Regions from separate parts of the Zea mays genome. Here region 2 is linked to region 1. Evidence: chromatin contacts called from public Hi-C data. All regions are on one chromosome and are shown on one strand. The core of a region is the stretch at or near the end of the contact, and the rest is flanking DNA. Distances in the headings are between cores, read along the strand shown.

Evidence for each region. A called contact is a pair of places that touch in the nucleus more often than the background predicts.
Region 2: a contact with region 1 is called in a Hi-C map of endosperm, with 1.8 times the contacts expected there. The contact joins the promoter of LOC103654750 here to the promoter of LOC100277894 in region 1. A contact is called at or near these places in 11 of 25 Hi-C or Micro-C datasets (bundle sheath, ear, endosperm and 4 more).

What each region holds. Positions count from the first base shown.
Region 1 is chr4:235,356,369-235,361,601 of Zm-B73-REFERENCE-NAM-5.0, forward strand. It overlaps LOC100277894, which reads left to right and starts at 2,946. Exons shown (of 4, transcript NM_001361302.1): 1 at 2,946-3,084; 2 at 3,209-3,396; 3 at 3,507-3,660; 4 at 5,130-5,233. The coding sequence starts at 3,007. LOC542145 (potassium channel 3) reads left to right here. Exons shown (of 11, transcript NM_001111770.3): 8 at 1-9; 9 at 107-292; 10 at 383-971; 11 at 1,082-1,212. The coding sequence ends at 1,194.
Region 2 is chr4:235,517,990-235,523,222 of Zm-B73-REFERENCE-NAM-5.0, forward strand. It overlaps LOC103654750 (ubiquitin carboxyl-terminal hydrolase 15), which reads left to right and starts at 2,888. Exons shown (of 15, transcript XR_566309.3): 1 at 2,888-3,180; 2 at 3,904-4,305.

The sequences.
Region 1 (5,233 bases), core at 1,696-4,195:
AATGAACAGGTAAAGGTTTCAGGTTTCCTCATCTTACATTGCAATGATATCAGATACCACTAGGGTTTCGGCAGATTAATAACAATGATTCGTTATCTGAAAGCAGGTGTACGAAAAAGTTGAAGAGGGAGACATGTTCGGAGAGGTTGGTGCTCTGTGTGACATACCCCAGCCATTTACTTGCCGCACCACTACCCTATCACAGCTCTTGAGAATAAGGAAGATAAGACTGACAGAGATCATGCAAGAACACAAGGAAGACAGCAAGATTCTAATGAACAATCTATTTCAGGTACAGCTTCATTGTTTTAAGGAAGTTAAATACACATCAGCCAAAATTTCAGCTAAATTGAAGTTCATAACTTTTTATGTCAATGGACAGAAGCTAAAGCTGCATGAGAGTTTACCAGAATTAAAACAACTAGATCGAAGATTCATGCACAAGTACGAGCTATTCCATGCTCCTCAAGAAGCATGGTTGTTACCTCAGCCTTACCTGCAGTACACAGAGCACAAATTGGAAGACATTGGTAAGAAGATCCCAACATTTTGTGGAGATCATGGTTCAACAAAACTAGCAGCTGAAACAAACCAGATGAGGTTGACACAACAAGGAAACAGCCATGACCATGGCAATTATATGGCGACGGATGGGATGGCAGGCGAAGAAGGCGAACGCAATGAGGTTCACATAAATTGTGAAACCAAAGAAGTCTCCATTCATATAAATTCTGAAGATTGTGACGCAGCAAGCCATTGGCAAACAGACCATGAAACGGTGAGGCTGGGGTCTTCCCACAATACATCCGATGGCATAACTATGAGAGAAAACCAAGATAGCAGTAACATAAAATCATCCAACAAAAGGGTCACAATTCACACATATCCTCGTAATGCAGCAGGTTCTTTAGTACAGAACGGGAAGCTTATCAACCTGCCTGGTTCACTGGACGAGATCTTCGAAATTGGATGTAAGGAAAAGTTTGGAGATTTTGATCATGATTTGGTTATGCATATTTGATAGCATGCAGCTAGGAGATGCACACAGGAATTTATAATAGTTTTTTTCTAACATTTTCAGGCCAGAAGTTTCCGGGTCTCCGCCCTACAAAACTATTCAGTGGAGACTATGCTGAGATAGATGACATTAGTGTTATACGAGATGGTGACCACCTATTCCTTCTTCAGATGTAAAACCAGAATAACATTGAATTAACCTAACGTAACAATAGAGGATTCAAGTCCTCCAATCTGGCAAAAGCAGCAGATTGTAAATCGAGATATGCATGTGGAGATATGAAGAGGAATACCGTTTTACAAATTGTTCTGATCATTTCTGACATTGTATAAATATCTGTTCTTGCATAAGCTGCTATCTCATGCAAAAGTTATGCGAGGCGGTTTCCTGTTTTTTTTTCTTTTATTTGATAAAACAATAGAATCTCCACAAACCGAACTTACGGGGTGTTTGAATGCATTAGAGCTAATAGTTAGTGTTTAAAATTAGTTGGAGACATACAAACAACCTAACTAATAGTTTAACTATTAACTATTTTTAGTAAATTAGTTAATAGTTTGCTAGTTAATTCCATTAGTAATTTTTTAGATAACTAAATAAAGGTGAGACAATAAAAACACCAGTAATGGGGAATTAACCACTAATGCAGTATCATGGCATAAAATGAAAGCTTGTGATTCAGAACTATGAGAAACATCCTGAGATGAAATGTCTAGAAAGGATTGTCTTTATGCAGCCTACAGGCCAGCAGGGGTTTGATTGTCAACAAATCTAAACAAGGTCATGTTAGGGAGGACATCATGACTTACTCTTGTTCCCCTTTTTCGGCACCAATGGCAAATCTCAAACAAAGCATTTCAAAGAGTTTAGCGATGCAGAGCGGGTGTTTTAGTAGAGCTTTTTTTTTTTGCTATTATAAATTTCATTCCAAGCGGCTTCTACGTAATAGTCCCTACAATTTGGAATTCGATAAAACAGTCTTTTCTACCGCGTTCAACCGTTACAATAGAATTATTAGTCAATTTAAACTATTTTTTCTCTTTTATGTTTTTAGCCACGTGAACAGACCATTTTGCCCCTGCTCTGTTTTAAGTTGCCTAATAATTCTATTGTGACGGTTGAACACGGTAGAAAGGGTCATTTTAAGGGGGTGTTTGGTTAGAGGGACTAAAGATTAGTCTCTAGTTTTTAGTCTCATTTAGTCCCTTTTTTGTCAAACACTAGGACTAAAATATGGACTAAAATGATTTAGTCTTTAGTCCTTCACATATGTGCTAAAATGGACTAAATCATATTAATTACACATTTACCCCTCATTTAGTTCAATTATACTAATAGCAGGAGAATGTTAAGAGTCATTTTAGTCTTCTTATGAGTCATTTAGTATATTCTTAGTATTTTTAGCCTCTAAAACCAAAAATGTTATGGACTAAATTTTAGTCCCTAAACTAAAGAAACCAAACATGACCTAACTAATCACAAATTGTTGCGACTATTATGTCGAAGCCGCTTAGAATGTGGTTTATAATAGCAAAAATACGCGTCTTAGTAATAGCTGGTCTAAGATGTCTCCATGCTGTTATTACAAAGAAAAATCAATATTTCTACCTCACTCATGAATGGGAAAAATAACTAGTAGCTAATTTACTAAAAATAGCTAATAACTGAATTATTAGCTAGAGTTTAGATGTCGCTAACTAATTTTAGCCATTAATTATTATCTCTAGAGCATTCAAAATTTGATAATTATTTAAAATGAAAATAGATAATTAGAAAAGAAATAGAAATTCTCTTGAAGGTTTTTTAGTTGTAGAGATAGAAAAGTCTTAGAATTGTTGATAGAGATATTATTTAAAATAAAAGTTGTATGTAGACAGTCTCTGATCGTGAGCGTCCGTTTCTGTCCAGACGGTCAAGCCGCGAACATTTCCCGCCCAATCAAACCCAAACCACCGCTCACCTCCGCTGACGGCCGCCAGCCCGCCACGATGGAGCTCTCCGCCGCCTTCGAGGAACGCGTCCGGCAGATGGAGGACGCCCGCAACCAACGCCTCGCCCTCCTCAACGTCTCCTACGACGCTCCCCTCCTCATCTCGAATTCCTTCATCTGCCTCCTCCCCGAAACCCTCCAAACCCTGACTCCGTGGCCTCACCGCGGCGCCCCTTTCCTCCCCTTGCCTTGATGCGCAGGCGGAGAAGGAGACCCAGGCCGCCAAGTCCCGTATTCTCTCGGCCAAGCTCGCCGCCACGCGCCGACTCGAGTGCCGCCGTCTCCTCCTCGAGCGCCGCGCCGCCGACCTCGCCTTCCGCGCCCTCGCCGCCCGCGCCGACATCGACGCCGCCCGCGCGCGCCGCCTCCTTGTCGCCCGCGACCTCAGGTAGCCAAAAGGCAGCCCATCTCACTTTCTCTCCCTCCACCCTGAAACAACTCAGGGCATTTCGTTTTTGGTTAATCTGCATGCTCTAATCGGGCGCGCAGCTCGGTAAGGGGTGAGATCGAGGAGGCTGAGAGGAGGGAACAAGGCTGGGACCGCTTCTACGAGGCCAAGAGGAAGGACATGGAGGAGTTCCAGACGGAGTCGCGGCGGTTCGAGGCGGAGACTCGCGAGGAAGTGCAGAGGCTGAGGGATTTGGTATCTCGAGTATGGTCCCCATACTTTACATCCATAAACTATTATCTATTGAGCTCATCACAGATTCACAGTTCAGCCTGGTTGCAACTAGTTGCTTGGCATCTGGGTGAAACTGGTAAATCGTTACTAATTCTGTTCGCTTGGGCTTGCTCAGATCAACCGGCAATAATAGGGTATAGGGCAGATGTGTTTAATATGCTTTGGTCTGATCTATACACTAGCCCGTCTTCTCGTCTAAAAACTAGCCAGTAGCCTGTAGTTTGTTGATTGATCTTTGTTGGCCTGCCCGATGGAAGGGACCACATGGGAAGCTGGAAGCTAGCTCTTGCCATCTAGTCAAATTGTTGCCTTGCCATTTAGTCAAATTGTTGCCTTGCCATTTCATTGCATTTCAGATGGACCGGATCAATGCGGGTGATAAATTCTTGGGCCATGGTTGTTGCCTCCTGAGAAGGATTTGAATTATTGTCAAGCCTGTGTTGGTCCGAACAAACATTGTGGCTTCACTATGCAAACAGAGCGAAAAAGAGCATGGTTATGAGTTATGACTTATGTGATGATCAGTAAAGGCTAACATGTATTTTATTTGGTCTATCCCTTACTAAATTATATGAACATTAACAGGTATGTCTTATGAACTTATGGTGTCAAATGATCTTCTGATAGATTCTAATGTATCTCTTATATGTGTGATGTTATCATCGAGAAGGATAGGGCGCTATTTATGGTTGTACTTGGATCATAAAGTTATTGTCGATACTAGATCTGTAAAAAGGAACGTTGCTGGGTAATTTTGTTCTATTTGCCCTAGGTAGCAAGAAATAGATGTTCATGGGAGCTGTGTGTGTACACACACATACATATATAACATCTTGGTGGATTCTCTGTCAGTCTACCTTATCATAGTAGCTATAACTTTACTCGCTGGATGCATGAAAACAATTCATGGAGAGTCATGGATCTTGGTCCGCACATGACCATTAACTTCACAAGCATCCAAATAACATTTATATGAATTTAAAAGACGGCCTGTCCAAATAACATTAATATGTATTTAAAAGATGAGCTATTCTTGTATATAAGAGTCTGCTCTCCTAAGAAATTTTTGATCGGGTCCATCTTGTTAGGTTTGCAGTGCAATAATTGAGCACAGCAGCGAGGAACTATCCCAAATGGCACACAGCTCAAGATCTACTGACCTGAGCCAACGAATAAAGAGCCATTGATCAAGATCCCACCAAGCACTTACACCTACATTGTTATTATTATTATTATTATTATTATTATTATTATTATTATTATTATTATTATTATTATTATTATTATTATTATTATTATTATTATTATTATTATTATTATTATTATTATTTGCATTGTTTGTGTCGCTGTGCATTCATATAGGACCGAATTACTGTTCTGCTGATGTTGTGAATTTGCATCTGCTTCTAATTAACGGACGGTTCCTGTAACTACTACAGCTGAAATCTACACTGCAAGAGCTGCAGAGCAGCGAGATGTACTCGAACAACACGGAGATTGCTGCTGCAGAAGCTAGGAAGTCCGACCTGACTGCTAAGAAGGC
Region 2 (5,233 bases), core at 1,638-4,137, 160 kb after region 1:
TATTGTTAGATGTAAGAAACCATTATGTGTACATCATAAGTTTAATGGGTCCCCGTGGGAAATTAGGGATCGGGTCCCCATTACCATCTCTAACAATAGTTGATTGTAAGATGACAAAACGCTGACATGGAAGAGAGTAGAAGCAGTCTAACAACCAGCTTATACATAAAAACAAGAAATTTTATGAGAGAGGCAAGTGGACGATATTAATTGTGAAGAACTAACCATTAGGGCATGTACAACGTGGCTCCTACAGCCGTCTATATACCACCAATTTAGCAAAAAGCACCTTCACCACCACGATGCCGTCACCTAGTGAAGGGACGGTTGTGGCTCATGCTCCTAGGCTAGCAACACCCAAGGCAAACGTTGTATATGTCTGTATCATAATTGACATAATGATAGCTTGTGTTATACTTCACATGTTTAAATCTATATAGCTAGTGTAAATAAGCAACCCACTGCATAATTCATCTGTTTATGTTGTTTATATGCGTTTTCCGATATACATACAAACAACAATTATCTGTGACCTATACATGCTCTTATACATATTGGCTAAAAGATAGACCCCAAAGACCCTTATAGCAAACAATTAACTATATTATTAAACTTGCTCTTAAGAATCATCTAATTAATAGATTGTAAATGCCCTCAGGACATGTATAATGCGTGTCTTGAGCTGTGTCTTCGAGTGTGTCTAAGGAGCTAAATGTAAAAAAACTCAAGACATGTATCTTGACGAAGACACTATGTCTTAACTTTATGCTCGAGACAGAGGACTAGCTGATTGATCAATTTAATTTATTAAATACTTTGATTGATACCATGGATATAGTAAGATATAGATTATAGATATATCCACTGTATTATATTGTGCTTTAGTTGTGTTTTATATTTGAAGTAGCTTGGTTTTACATGCCCTAAACACAGCAATGCTAGTAAACATTGAATACATGTGGGGGAAGGAGATGGGCATTCAACGGTCGTCATGGCTGGACCACTGTGAACTACACAAGCATTTAATAGCCCCCTTTGTATGGTTGCTGCCCTTGCCTGCTGCACCTGATGATTTCCCTTGAAAAAGTGAGCAGAGAAATATCATGGGGATACAACACAGTACAAAATTGCAACGGCCGTACCAGTACCAGTGCTGCTGCCTAGTACGTGCTCCCTTGTTTGCATCTTTTTGTTCTTTTGATGAGGAGGAAGCGAAAACACACAGCCCCGCCCCACCGTACAGAATCATCACCGCTAGGTCCAGTCCAGGACGGCACAACTTAAAAAAAAAAATTCTCCAAAGAAGCTGGTGAGTGAGAGCTCAGGTTTGGATGCGTTGCAAATTTATTTTTTGCGTCTGTATTTATTTATTTATTTATATCCATTATTCATTCATTGGATAGAGTTCAATTTGGTTATTGTACACGACTTTTTAGGAAATCATCGACCACTTTCCAGCGTCATGTACTGTTCGGTTTTCTTCCGACATATTTCTCGCTTCCTTCTAAATCATGAATCGTTCAGTTTTTTTAAAGATATATAATTTAGAGTGCGAGAGTAATAGTTTATCTAAAAACGTCATTGCCATGTGTTTGTTGTAACTCGTGAGATTCACACGATTTTGTGGCCTGCTCCATGGTATAATAATGTCTAATAGATATTTGAATGATGTCTAAATAGTATACACTTGGTAATTTCTATTTTTTTTTATCTGGGCAACTAAAATCCGGTGAACTCAAGTTAAGCTGGCCCGTTTGATATTTACATATTGGCCATTTAAATGAACTAAGTCACCCAATTGGTATTTGACGTATGCTCTCTTTTTAATTTTATTTTAGAAATAAAGTAAAGCAAAAAAAAAAACAAAGGGTATATAGAGATCTGCTGAAATCTTTACTCGGGGGCCAATCCATTGCAGCGTAGCTCACCTCTTATGGCGAGGGGAGGGATGGAGGTTGGATTGTGTAATGCGTTCAGTGTTCACTCATTCCCTTAGGGCAGGGATGGATTCAGACATCCGAATTATTAAAATAAATTTAATAGTTTATAATAAATATGAATGCAATTTAGTGTTAATCTTTAGTTATGTTGTTAAGTATATCATGAAAAACAAGAATAAAAATGTACATATTTTTTCATTAATTGCTCTCTGTAGTGGAAAAGGTGGAAAATCGTTCGATATATACCATTGCTATCTCACTTACATGTGGGGTTTACATGAGTGAATGACATGTAAAATCAATGATATATATCTAAAGTTGCAATCTTTTAACGATATAGATCCAATTATTCCTTATATCTATCATTCAAAAAGATAAGTGTATGAATTTGCATAAGATATTCTATATTCTATTTATTCATAACTAAAGGAAAAATACAAAAAATTATTAATATCATAATAAAATATCCAGGCTTGTACTCCCCCGATGGTTCTAGATTAGAAACGACAATGGACTCCGATCCCCGATTTTCTACGGAGAATTCCTCCATTATGAAATGTGAAGTTTCTTTCCCCACGAGGATGTAAACGGGAAAAAAAACTTCCTCGACGGATAAACGAGTTTAAGGATGATAAAGCGTCCCCTATCCCATTCTCCGCGGAGACCTGATAAACTTGCACCTAACTATGTTTTTATATACTAGTTAGTTATGATAAAAATAAATAATTATCTTATTAAAAGATCATTCATTATACAAATGTATTTATCTAACAATGATGAGCTATTTTTCTCATGAGTAATTCTCATTGCCATCCCTATTACAGATCCATGATCAATCGGGCAGGTAGAGGTAGAGAAGAAACAAAATAAAAACACCTTTTTATCTCCACCGCCAATCGTTCCATCGGACGGCCGAGAAAATTCCTAAAATGAAGACTGGAGACCCAGCAGGTACGCGGAGCGTAGCAAATTCTTCACGACACCCCGATCGAGACTCTGGAGCGCAGAGACGGCAGAGAGCACAGTAGCCAAGCGACTGGAGACTCATCACTGGAGACTGGAGAGCATCCGGAGCCAGTGCTCGCACCACCGCTCCCGATTCCCAATCGCCTTCCCGCCGCCGAAGGGGCGCCGCACTGTCCCCCGGCCTCGATCTCTCTCGGGCCAGCCGTCGGCCGTGGCCCTGCGCCTCCTGCGTTATCTGGCTGGAGATCCGGCCGGAGTGCCATTCCTACTCTCGGTAAACCCTAGGCGCTGTTTTTCCTGCTCTCCTCCCGTGCCTTTTGTTGCGAACATCGAATTTTTAGGCCGGAGGTCCGCCCGCTTTTCGCGCAAGTCGGTAGCTGGGAAGCAATGGAATCCGGCTGCTTTGTTCTTCTTCTGCGGATGGTCGTGTCGGTGGAGTCGAGTGGGGCATTTCAGTGGCCGTGTTGGCATGCGGCTTAGTGCTGGGGATCTGGGAGCTTCTAGGGTTCTCATTTTGATATCAGGGCCTGGGCACTCTTGTCAGAAATCTCTCATTTGGAACTTTTGCGCTTGTGAATGTGCTGCCGTGTAGTACATGCTAGTTTTTTTCGTTCCTCTGTCGATTTTTTAAGGTGTAGGGGTACGAGTGTTAGTACCGATTTCACGCTCCTGAGCTGCTGTGCTCCTGTGGGCTTGTGAGCCAAAGCCATGGAAATCATCATACAAGGTTAGACCAACTTCGCACTGGAAGCCCCAAATGTTGTGAATCCAGCACAAGTAAACTCCTACCACTCCTAAAATGAAGACCCAGTCAGCCTTTTTTCAAAAAGCTGTTTTGGTTCTGTTGCAAAAATAACAGTTTATTGTGGAAGCTTAAGCTGGGTCTTGCTTGTCCCTAAAGTTTTTGGAGGCTTTAGCTTTTTCTTATTTCATTCCATTTTATGGCAGAATAAAATGTAGGCTTATTTTCATTTTCTTAATATTCTCTTTCCTGTAGGTCAATAAGTATTCTGGAATGTTTTTCCGAGCTGAAATAGATAGCTTCTGGAGCTGGATCTCAGTATTCTGTTAGGGACATGCTCCAACCGAGGGAAGCTGATTTGCCTGCACTCTTTCTTGTCTTCATTGTACTTCCTGTGGTAGCTTATTTTCTTCTCGGGAGATGGCATGATGCTGCAAGTAAGAAGGCAAGGGTAAGTGTGCTTGCTCAGCGAGCTGCAGAAGAAGCCTATAGAGAGGAAACAATGGCGTGCCCAGACATTATTCTGCCAGGGTCTTCCTTGAGAACTATGCCCTATTTCAGACCTATGCCTGCATTAAGACAGGAATACCATGAATGTGCAACTTGCCATGCCCCTGCAAAGACTCGTTGCTCCAGATGCAAGGCTGTTAGATATTGGTAATTTTTTTTCTTGTCTGTATCCATTTCTATAATCAGTTTATGTATTGAAAGAAACCATGCCTGATCAGGCTTATTTGAAATTCAAAGATCTGGTCCATCACTCATCCTTCTCCAGTTTATCTAACCTGTTCCACTTAGCAATAAAAACAATTCTACTAAAGCTAGTTTAGATTTTGTTTTTTTGCACTGAGATATTAGTTTATGGCATACTGACATAGTGGGACTGCGGAAGGTGGCAAATTAATTTCATATAAGAGAGCGCCATTTTTTAAGGAATTTCTGATTTCTGTAATGAAGGAGAGTTTTTAAAATTGATCTTCTGGGTGTCCCAATCTAACTCCTCCCCACCACAAACAGGAATTTCTGATTTGTGTAATGAAGGAGAGATTGTTTCCCCAATTTTTATCATTCATGTTGTTATTGGCCATGTTGATAATCTAACGGTCTAAGCTCATGATTCTAACTCACTCTTATGATCAAATAGGAGCACCCTTGCTTTTCATGCGTGTGATATGGATTCGTAACTAAGGTCCAAGCAGTTTTAGACGCAGCTTTGTTGATTAGTCATGAAATATGATTAATTGGCTTTTTACTCTCTAATGCTAAGCAATAGCAACGAAATTTTCAGATTGAAAAGTTTTAATCCTTGATTTATCTATATATCCAAGTTGTATACTTGTATGTGCCTAGCAACTAGTCAACAAATTTGTCTACGGATAAGCACTGTTGCAGCACACTACTAGTATTTTGGCCGACTTGACATCAGTGTCAGTACTTGCGGTTATTATTTTCACCTTCATCTGGTAGTGAGTGGGTTGCCTGATTTTGTGGCCTATTTCTATATTGAAAAACCATGCAGATCATTATGTTGTTTAGATAGTCACGGGCTCATGGCCAACTTGAAGCTTAGGGACTGACCTGTTTC